4 separate regions of the Zea mays genome follow, and all the other regions are linked to region 3. A link is a contact called in public Hi-C data. All regions are on one chromosome and are shown on one strand. Each heading gives the region's core, a stretch centred on a gene start, on an enhancer-like site or on the middle of the called end of the contact. The rest is flanking DNA. Distances are from core to core; before and after follow the strand shown. Region 1 holds the start of LOC100281440. Region 2 holds the start of LOC100279081. Region 3 holds the start of LOC100282671 (cytosolic chaperonin CCT epsilon chain). Region 4 holds the start of LOC100283628.

Evidence for each region. A called contact is a pair of places that touch in the nucleus more often than the background predicts.
Region 1: a Hi-C map of leaf shows a contact between it and region 3, with 3 times the contacts expected there. The contact joins the promoter of LOC100281440 here to the promoter of LOC100282671 in region 3. A contact is called at or near these places in 8 of 25 Hi-C or Micro-C datasets (bundle sheath, ear, leaf and 3 more).
Region 2: a Hi-C map of leaf shows a contact between it and region 3, with 2.2 times the contacts expected there. The contact joins the promoter of LOC100279081 here to the promoter of LOC100282671 in region 3. A contact is called at or near these places in 2 of 25 Hi-C or Micro-C datasets (leaf and tassel).
Region 4: a contact with region 3 is called in a Hi-C map of leaf, with 2.7 times the contacts expected there. The contact joins the promoter of LOC100283628 here to the promoter of LOC100282671 in region 3. A contact is called at or near these places in 12 of 25 Hi-C or Micro-C datasets (bundle sheath, ear, endosperm and 5 more).

What each region holds. Positions count from the first base shown.
Region 1 is chr2:241,882,947-241,885,646 of Zm-B73-REFERENCE-NAM-5.0, reverse strand. LOC100281440 reads left to right here and starts at 1,327. Exons shown (of 11, transcript NM_001154358.2): 1 at 1,327-2,020. The coding sequence starts at 1,470.
Region 2 is chr2:241,818,871-241,821,570 of Zm-B73-REFERENCE-NAM-5.0, reverse strand. LOC100279081 reads left to right here and starts at 1,342. Exons shown (of 1, transcript NM_001152131.2): 1 at 1,342-2,178. The coding sequence starts at 1,456. The coding sequence ends at 2,037.
Region 3 is chr2:242,069,372-242,072,071 of Zm-B73-REFERENCE-NAM-5.0, reverse strand. LOC100282671 (cytosolic chaperonin CCT epsilon chain) reads right to left here and starts at 1,307. Exons shown (of 9, transcript NM_001155579.3): 1 at 977-1,307; 2 at 1-271. The coding sequence starts at 1,175.
Region 4 is chr2:241,928,003-241,930,702 of Zm-B73-REFERENCE-NAM-5.0, reverse strand. It overlaps LOC100283628, which reads right to left and starts at 1,331. Exons shown (of 5, transcript NM_001156529.2): 1 at 1,010-1,331; 2 at 751-884; 3 at 257-650; 4 at 35-111. The coding sequence starts at 1,220.

The DNA of each region.
Region 1 (2,700 bases), core at 78-2,577, 190 kb after region 3:
ATTAAAATGTTCCGATTTTATAATTTCCCCCCACCAAAAGGTATAAGAGCATGTTTGGAAGCCCTCGATTTTTTTTAAAAAAAACTAGTTTTTGAAAACTAAGGTGGTTCCAAACATATCAGTTTATGCCCAGTTTATAGAAACTAGATTCCTAGTTTCTTAAAAACTAAGAAGAGTCTCCCCTGTCTAAAACTAGTTTATGAAAATTGAGGTGGTTCCAAACATCGTTAATCAGTTTTTTTTCATAAACTAGTTTCTAGAAACTAGAGATATAAACTGGATTCTTAAAAACTAGGTCGCTTCTGAACAGGGCCTAAGAAAACTTACATCTAATTACCATAGCAATGCTAAAGACATGTGTCATTAAGACATGTTTCTTTCTATATGAAATATGGACAGATATTTCCCTTTTTAAGAACATAGTTCTGTAGCCACTTACACTCCAAAACTTAATTTGGTTACCATCATGAATACTAAGGGCATGCTTGGAAGCACGTCAGTTTTATAAAAATCAGTTTATATCTCCCGTTTCTAGTTTTTTGATACACAATTACTAACATAGCCTTCATCTATTTTAAAAGTGGTGGCAATAAATGTAATTTTCATGAAACCAACAAGGGCATGATATAATTAAACAAACAAAAGTTGTTTTTAGCAACGGGAGAGTAGCCTCTTGGTTTTAAAAAAAAAATTAGAAACCCGATTTCTATAAACTGAGACGTCAACCGATATGCTTAGAAAGTTAGAACCACTCCACTTTCTATAAACCGGTTTCTTAAAAACAGAGTGCTTCCAAATAGGCCCTAAAATAAGAAAAAGGTTAATGAAGCAGTTTTTAACCTTTGTAGGACCTAAACAAAAGTGTGAATTTCCTATTTTCATTGGACTTTATCAGTGGTTTTATTTTCTAAGTATTATTTGTAAAAAATTGTTGACAAACTCTATATTTACTAATAAGTTTGTAAAGTCACTTAGTAGGTTGTAATTGTAACTCAAATTTTTGGTAAGAACAAGAACAAAGCTCTCCATTTTATCACTGTGTATCTATTCCTATGGTTGTTCGCTTCCAAAAAAGATCTAATTTATTTAGAGAATCATTCAGTACTATAAAAAGATAGCATGTATGTGACAAAAAGGCTGCTAAAAACAAAGCTAATTAAGACTAACCTACCACCATAAGATAAAACATTTTTTAAGACCAAAATGAAACGAAATGCGATGTGGGGTTTGACTGGTGGTTGGACTTTGGTTGTTGCCCCGTGGGCGAGGCGAGACTCACCTCCATGACATGTGGGCCACCCTTACGGTACCCGCGAAACCAACGACCGCCTCCCAAACAAAACGACAAGTAAAAAAAGGAAAAAAAAATAAAGCCCCCGACTCAGAATGGAGGCGGTCGTCGTCGTGGCCGCGGCCGTCGCCGTCGCCGTCCACCCGCTCCGCGCCCCGCCCTCGCGTCCCCGCCTCCAATGCCATTAACCCTACGCGCACGGCGGCTAGTGTTTCGTTCCCTCGTCCTCCTCCCACCCCTGGCCGTGACGATGCCGTCCTGGTGGAAGCGCTCCAAGTCCGCGTTCCACCGCTCGCCCGTCACCCCGTTCTCCTCCGCATCCACGCCGTCCTCTCCCGCGCGGGCGTCCACCTCGTGCGTCCAGCCCGGAGGCCGCGCCGGGAGAAGGGACCTCCTCGCGCCGCCCAAGCTCACCCGCCAGCGAAAGCTGCGCCACGTCGACGACCTCTACGTCGCGCTCGGGGACCTCCGCGTCGACGTCTCCGACAGGTCGTCCTCCTCCTCTCCGCCGCAGCAGAGGCGCCTCGCCACCGCCTCCGAGGCCATCGAGATCCCGGTACCCACCCTCGTCTCCAGGTCCGCCAGCGCCAGGGAGGGCGGCGCGCCGCCGCCCAGGTCCGCGTCCTCGCCCGTCCTCCACCCGCTGCCGCTGCCCTCGCCCAGGCCACCGGATCCGTCCGGGGCCGGGGCCGCCGATGGGTGGTGCGACAGGACGACGCACGCGCCCAGGTGCGGGCCATTTCTTCCTTTTCTTAGAAAAAATCCCCCCTTTTCTTCTTTCGCCCAATTTCATCTGAATTCAAACGGTTGGATATCTGGATGTGAAGCACGGCACGATTTGATTGCCCGGAGACTGTTATGGGGAGTGACATTCACGTGTGTAGAGGAAGTGCTACATTTGCAATTGACACTGTACGATCCTGTAGTTCCAACAATCGGTTGAGATGTTGCTTTCAGCCAGTAGCCGAAAGGCGTTTATGGTTATTCAGGGATTCTTAGCATTTATTGAGATGTGGAAATGTAGGAACGCGGGGGATTGGAACTGTCTCTGTACTAGAATGTTTCAACTGAATTTGAGACAGGATTTCTGGCACTTGACAATTGCTCAAACCGACATCTACTGCTATTGCCCTACAGTTCATCTGTCCTGGACAGAAATCAACAAAAGAGTGGCAAAGTCCTATCACTGTTTCATACCCTACATGAATCGGGCATGGTTTTTGTGGTGGTATATGAACATGTAGGATAGGCTAGGTGGTTTGAGTTAATTACAGGACCATTTCATCATTCATGAACTTTTACGGGAGAAGTGCATTTTTATGCACTAGGTTACTAACTTACTATCATCATGGGTTCATAATGAATCATACAATCAAGAAAGGTTTACATTGGAACATGCAATGTTTTTT
Region 2 (2,700 bases), core at 93-2,592, 250 kb after region 3:
TCATGTTTTCATTTAAGTTTTGGTACACACATTTATATAGGACATTCATTTATTTTAGAACGGAAATTTTGTTTTTCTTGGTACATTTACTATTTTATATCAAGTTTAGTTTACTTGTATTTGTATAAATATCACTTATTAAATATCACGTGTTGTTATTTACCTAATGTTACATGATTCGATAGCTTAAAATATTATTTATACAATTTTGTTGACTTGATAGGGAGGATCACGAGAGATCTATTTTAATTTAAGGTTATTTTGACTATCTATAAACTTGTATTTAAATAAAAATCCACATATACATATGTTAAATTTCAGGGTGTGATGTTTGAGTTGAATTGAGTAAATATCCGAATAAGAATTCGGATTCGACTATCCGTTTTGTATTCGTATCCGGATGTAGACTAAAATATGGTAAATTGTGACATTCGAATTCATATTTATGCGTATTCGATCCGTTTTCACCCCTACCTAGCCCCCCTTCAGATCTGCTCTGTCGCTATGCTACTGCTACAATATGTAACATAATATTGTAAGAGCAAGTATAATGGTTGGAGGTAAGAGCATCTCCAAGAGTTCCTCAGGAAATGACTCCTTAAAATCAGTTTTAATGGACATCTAAATAATTAGTGGGGATAGATTTTTATCATTTCTCCAACAGATCTTTTAAAGCGGCATATTGTTTCTGGGTAGCCCGAAAACCCCCCTCATTTATAGCTACAAATTAGGGAGTTTTAAGGGTTATGAAAAAAAGTTGAGAGCGCGTTAGGGGAACTGTTAGAGTCACGTTTTTTTGTTCTTCCAAAAAAATGATTTAGGGGAGATTTCTAGTGAGCTAAATACTAGTTTGGAAGAGAGAAAAGAGGAGAGAGAAAGTGAGTAGAAATGGGCTACAACCTAACATGCAGCTTATACACGAAAAACTAAAAAAATCTGAAAGAGACGGGTAACCATTATACATATCGGCTTTATTATTGCTCTCCAGTCTCCGCTACTCGGGCTGAGCTGCATACGCGTGCGTATCCTGTCTACCACGGCACCAAGCCGCGGCAGTAAATAAAAGGGTAGTAATAATAATAAAGTAAATAAACAATGACGACAAAACGGTAACAATAATAAATAAGCGACATCTGGGGAGCAAGCAAACGATCCCGGGGTCCACGCAGGTCAGCTGGCGTGGCCCCAGCGGCACGCCAGCCTGTCATGCTCCCGTCCCTTCCCTTCCCTTCCCTTCTTCTCCAAGTCCAAGTCCAAGCCAGCAGCTGCAGCCTGCAGCTAGGCGACAAGCCACTCTGCACCGCTCGCCTATAAAACCAGCCGCCTCCACACCGCCATGTCATTCATTCCATTCCCCCCATTCGACGCCAGCCGCGGCAACCGCCACACGGACGGCCATCTCAACCGCCACACTAGCTACAAGCGAGCTTTCCAAATCCCGCGGACGGGACACCAATGGGGCTGTGCATGTCGCGCGGCGAGACCACGCCGACGCGGGCGGCCCCGCCGCCCAGCAAGGACACGGCGCTGGTGCTGATGCCGAGCGGCGAGATGCGGGAGTACCCGCCGCACACGGCCACGGCCGCGCGGGTGCTGCAGGACGCCTCCGCCTCCGCCTCCGCAGACTGGTTCCTGTGCGACGCGGACAGGGTGGGGTTCGAGGGCCCCGTCCCGGCGCTGGGCGGCGCGGAGGCGCTGCGCGCGGGGCAGATCTACTTCGTGCTCCCGGCCGCCGCGCGCCGCCGCGGCCTGCGGCGCGAGGACGTCGCGGCGCTCGCCGTCCGGGCCTCCGCCGCGCTCTCCGCTCGCCACTCCTGCGCGCGCGGCAAGCGGAGCAGGCGCTGCGGCGCCGTCGCGCCCCTCGTCTTCGCGCCGCCTCCTCCGCCGGAGGATGAGGAGGAGGAGCACGGGCGGTGGGAGACATTCGTCGCGGCGCGCAAGGCTCCTCCGGTGCGCCGGCACTCGCGTCCGACCTCACGGCGATCCCGGAGTGCGAGATGGCGAGTGAGTAGCGAGGGCTCAGACTGGCGGGGATGATGGAACAGTCACTTGGCCGTGTGTTGCCAAGACTTGGACTCTTCTGGAAGCAGAGGACGCTGGCCATGTTCAGCGCCAAAAACGAACGAAGGAAACGCGACACCAATCCGCACCATGTTTGTACACGCACGCTTTTTTTTTCAGAAATACAAATGGTGAACCGTACCTTGAAGTGAAGTGAACTCGGCGGCGCCAATGATGAAATGCGATAAGGGTTCGACGTCCAGGCAGAAACTTTATTGGGCCGTAGTGGGCCAAGTGAATTCGTGGGCTGCGACCCAGTTCTTCTGAACCTGTAAGTAAGGATTCAGGATTGAGGACGTGAAAGTATTGGGCTGAGCTCGCGTTCTTCCTTCGTCTGAATTCCTGCCACCGCTGTCATGCATGCACTGCTGCTGCTGCTCTACTACACCAATGGCAATGGAATCGTGCACAAGAGATACCACCAATGGAGCCTGGCTAGCCGATGCTTTCATGGCCGTCTTCACCAACCCTAGCTCCTGCACGCGACGCGACTAAGGGCCTGTTTGGTTCGGCTTTTTTCTGACCAGCTTTTCTGAAAATCTGGCTGTGGAGAGAATCTGGCTGTGGGGAAAATCTGAGTATCATTACGATTACGTGTGGAGTAAGATAAAGTTGTTCATAGGGCTCAGGATTTAGAAA
Region 3 (2,700 bases), core at 58-2,557:
TTGTCTGCACTGAACTCAAACTTTTCGGATATATGTTCTAGGTGGTCAAAAGCTACCTTTGACGCCATCTCATAGCCTTCAGCCACCCTAATGGGGTGAATACCACGCTCCAGAAGCTTCTCAGCCTGCTCGAGAAGAGCCCCTGCCATGACTACCACCCCGGTGGTACCATCCCCGATTTCATAGTCTTGACTACGGGACAGCTCCACCATCAGCTTTGCTATCTGGTTGTCAACATCCATCTGCTCCAGGATGGTCGCTCCATCATTTGCTGGCAATTTACAAGGCAGCACTTTCAGTAAGCAAAGTACGTAACTGACGAACTGTTTGTCAGTGAGATAGCTTACATTACTGAAAAGCGAATTTGTAAAGCACAGAACTAGATTTTAAAATCAAAGCATCCTATCAAAACTAACCCACTGAACGGAAGCAGTGACCATCGAGATAGCTTATATTTATAACTGTGAAGCACTGGACAGTGAGACAGCACTTTGAACAAGCGAAACTTAGATCTCCGAATAAACATCCCCTGTCTAAATAGATTCATTGTATGGATCTTAAACTTTAGGGGGGTGTCACACTAAACAACAACAACAACAAAGCCTTTCTGTCCCAAGCACGTTGGTGTGTCACACTAAATAGGGGACAAAACAGCTTGTAAAACTATGTTGAACAAGCAAAATTGGATTTTAAAATCAACACCCTGTGTCTATATTGATTTATTTGCACGGATCCTAGCCAGTGGGGGCGTCTTCGTTAGCATTACAGAAGCTAAATGGTGGGGGCAAAACAACCTTAAACGTATGCTGTCTTATGAAGCCCAATAGGAGGAAATACGAGCAAATGCCCCGCGGAACCTATATCTCAAGGCGTGCACGCGCCATTCAAGAAACCCTAGCACTAAAAACCGCAGCCAAGCTAAAGCAGTCTACGCAAGGACGAGAAAAGCGAATGAAGGAGCCGAACAAACGCATACTGATGATGACGTCGCCGTCGGGGGACTGGAGCATCTTGTCCATGCCCTTGGGTCCCAGCGACGTGCGGAGGATCCGCGCGACGGCCTTGGCCGAGGCGATGTTGGCCTTCTGCGCGTCAAGCCCCCGAAGGCGCGTCTTCTTCTCCTGCTCCCGCAGGATAATGAAGGGGCGCCCGAACTCGTCGAAGGCGAGCGCCATGGCCGGCGCTCGGTCCGGATCAGAGGGGCCGGGGCGGAGTAGGAGGCGGCGGCGCGGGTGGTGGAGTGTGGGAGGGAGAGAGGGAGGCGAGTGCGGTGGTGGCTATAGCCTATAGGGCTCCAGTAGTCCAGTCCAGTGCGGGAGAGACAGATTTCTTTTATGCTTGGGCTCCGGCTTGTATGGGCTGAGAACTTGAGCTTTTCTCAGTGACTAATGGCCCATTAGACCCCAAACGCAAGATGCTGCTCTGCACCGCTTTGGCCCACGGGCTACTCAGTAAGTGCGCCCAGATGTCACTTACTTCTAAGGACGTTTGGTTTCAGTGACTAAAATTTAGTACGTATCAGATTATTAATATTTGAATGTATATTACGAGTATTAAATATAATATAATTATAAAATTGTATCATTCGATCTATAAACTCACAAAGTGCATGTTCTAGGTCTCTGAACTTATGAAGTTTGTTTCGGCTTGGTCTATAAAATTTTGAAATGCACATTTTAGTCCTATACTTTTATAGTTATGTCATCTATGTCCATTTTGTTTGTTATCATCACAGATCAAAACTGTTTTACCTTGTGATGACACTAAAACAACTTTATGAACCTAGATGATATAACCATAGAATTATAGGATCTAGAATGTGCATGTTGAAAATCTAAAAGATTAAGACAATACAACTTCACAAATTTATGGATCTAAATGTGTATTTTGCAACTGTAGGTTCTAGAATGATACAACTTTATGGCGGACCGTAGTGTATACTCATGCTTTGCTATGGAGTTGACATATAATCATAAGTAGACCTTATGAATTACATAAGGGTGAAGAAAAAACATAATTTCAAGAAGAACGAAAATGCGAACAATGGTATGAAGTATGTATTATGTAGAACTGATGTAGACCAATTAGGATGTTAGGTATGCTGATTTGATCTTTCTCATTGAGTAGTGTTTTCTGCAATTGAAGCTATCGATCATCCATTAATATCCTTGCTTGTACCTTGTGCTTCAGTTAATTTTGAGTTTTCTAAATGATAAGCTGACAAACTATTGCAATTTCACGAGCCTTCAGTTGCAAAAGGGTGCAAGAATCTCACAGATCTTATTCTCAGTGTTTTTCAGTCATTAACTGACTAAAGCATTGAGCTTGTAGCTCGTAACTGCAAAAACTTAGCACATTTGAAGGTCAATGGTTGTCAGAGCACTAGGAGCCTATACATTTATTCTACTTATTGTTAATAGTTATTTAATGTCAACTTAATGTGATGTGGTTCAAGTAAATTAAACACAACTTTGGAGCATGTGCTTGCCATGGCACGTCGAGGTCGGACGAGGACGCGTAGACATGTTGGTCGGTGGCTACGGCCACGGGCCCCCTCGTTGTACCACCGGCGATGAGGAGGTTGTAGTCGAGTGGCGTGGCGCGCGTGTCGTTCCGCGTAGGGAGGCGCTATCCGCTTTACATCACGCCCCATTGTTCCATGGTAGATAAGGTACCTGTATCATCAACTCTTCGACTCTG
Region 4 (2,700 bases), core at 82-2,581, 140 kb after region 3:
CATGTCAAGGGGAAGCTGCTGCTGGATTGCTAACCTGAAGGTGGCTTTTCACTTCGTCGTTTGTGAGGCCGTCCACCTTCATCAGCTCCCTGATCTGCTTTGGGGTGGCAACTGCAGTGCAGACAATCAGACATGAATGAACTCGTTAATTCCAACTCTACGTATCTAATACGGCAGGCAAGCAAGTAGGTAAGAACACGCTGCAGGCCGCCCAAAACCGGCAAGAAATAATTTGCATCTGAAGAGCAAGGCTCACCTTGGGGGCCACCGAGCTGGTTCAAGGCGGCGACGAACTGGCGATGCAGCTCCGTGGACCAGCAACGCCGAGCCTTCCTCGCCTGCTGCGACGGGGACTGGACGCCAACGCTAAGCGAAGGGGCAGCTGGCGCCGTGGCGGCGGCCGCCCTCGTCGCCGCCTGCGCAAACCCCACCACCTGGCGTCGGCTCTCCTCGGCGGCGCTCTTGGTCGCCGGCGGCGACAGCAAGCACAGGTCGGGCATCCCGGCGCGCGCGGCGGCCTTGTCGTCCATTCTCAAGCCGAGCGGCGCGAACGCCGGCGCGCCGGAGCCCACGGCAGCCTTGAGCGGCAAGAAAGCGCCGCCGGCGGCGCGAGACCTGGCCTCAGGCGAGCTCCTCTCCTTGTCTTGCTTCTGCGATCGCAAAGCTCCAAACTTTTAGTCCGCCGCCCACCACCGTCCACCAACGTGCTCAGAGTTCACGGATCGAAACGACGCCCGAATCGTGCCGTACCTCTGGTTCCGCGTCCTCGCGGCCGCAATCGCCCGTCCAGAGCTGCGCCGTGCTCATCCACTTGCTCTTGTCCCCGGCGGCGCCGTCCTCCTCCGCCACCGCCTTCCCCGCTTCCTCCTTCATCACATCGATCACTGCGCACACGCCAACGCATCGCCGCATAAAAAAAACGCATCCCAAAAATGGAAAAAGAAGCAAGAGGAAAATGAATCACAGGTGGGGAAAGAATAGGGGAAGAGGTAGGTGCGTGCGTGCTCACCGTCTGCGAGGAGGCGCGCGCAGAGCGGCAGCTCCCGCTTGAACATCTCGATCTTGCCCCGCTCCTCCTCGAGGCGGCGGATGCAGGCGTCCATGTCCGGCGCCGGCGCCGGCGCGTAGTCCTTGCTCTGCCGCACGGCCTTGGAGGCGAAGTGCCTCAGATCCAGGCTCAAATCGGCGCCCATCCCGATCTCCACGACGTCCAGCCCCATCGTCGCGATGAATCTGTCTACGGTGTCCTGTGTGCTGTGCCGGAAGGAACAAGTGCGCGGGCGGCGGATGGGAACTGCCAGAGGTCGTGGAAGGTGAGCTCCATTTATAGCAGACGAGGGAAAAAACTGGAGACGAGGGAGGAGTGATAGAATCTCGCAGCCAACAAGGACGAGTTTTCACGTCCATGGAATATTTGCACTAAAGCCCCTTATGTCTGTTGTATATTGTAAATTTACTGCTATATCTACTCTTACGTATGTGTTTTGTAGGATATTTTCAATTTAGTATTACTTCTGTTCTCGAATATTTGTCGCTCACTAGTTCATTTTTGAACTAAACAACGATAAATAAAAAAGAACTGAAGGAGTAGTACATTTGCTCTTATGTGTAATAAAGGTTGGATAACATTTCTTAAACAAGTCAGATGACGTTTTAGCTTGATTTCGGGTTTGGTTTCTTCTTAAAACCTAGATCAAGCTTGGTTCCATTTTACTCCTAATTTAAAACTATGACGAAGCTTCTACCATTGTTTTCAGAAAAACAACCCTTTACAGATTTAGTACATTATTTGTCACATAGGAAGACCCCTTGCGTTTGTAATATATTTTAATTTTAGTGCTATATACTTGTTCTTGTAATAAAGGTTTTGCTAACATTTCATAAACGAGTCTTAAGATGCATTGATGGCCTGGTTATGGGGATCAAATTCATCTCAAAATATGGATCAAGCTTGGTTTTTTTACTTCAAATCAACAAACTATGACAGAGCTCCTACCATTGTTTTTGGAAAAATAATCTTTTAAAGATTTATCGTATAGGGAAACACCTTGTGTTTGTAGAATATTTTAATTTAGTACTGATTCTACTCTTGTAATAAAAGTTTAGCTAACATTTTCATAAACAAGTCCAATGGCATATTAGACTGTTTTCGGGCTTGGTTTCGTCTCAAAACCTGTATCAAACTTGGTTCTTTTTTACTCATATTAAAAATCTACCACGAAGCTTTTGTCATAGTTTTGGAAAAAAACAATCTTTTGCAGAATTAGTACATAATTTGTTGTATAGGGAAACCTCTCGGGTTTCTAGGATATTTTTTAATTCAACACTATATTTTCTCTTGTAACGAAGGTTTAGCTACTAGAATTTTCGTACAGGGAAACACCTTGTGTTTGTAGAATATTTTAATTTAGTACTAAATCTACTCTTGTAATAAAAGTTCAGCTAAAATTTTCATAAACAAGTCCAATGGTGTACTAGTCGGTTTTCGAGCTCGGTTTCATCTCAAAACCTGGATCTTGGTTTTTTTACCAAAATAAAAATATAGCATGAACCTTTTGTCATATTTTTGGAAAAGAACAATCTTATAATTAGTACATAACTTGTTGTATAGGGAAACCTCTTGCGTTTCTAGGATATTTTTAATTCTGTACTATATTTCCTTCTGTAACAAAAGTTTAGCTAAAATTTTGTAGGCAAGTC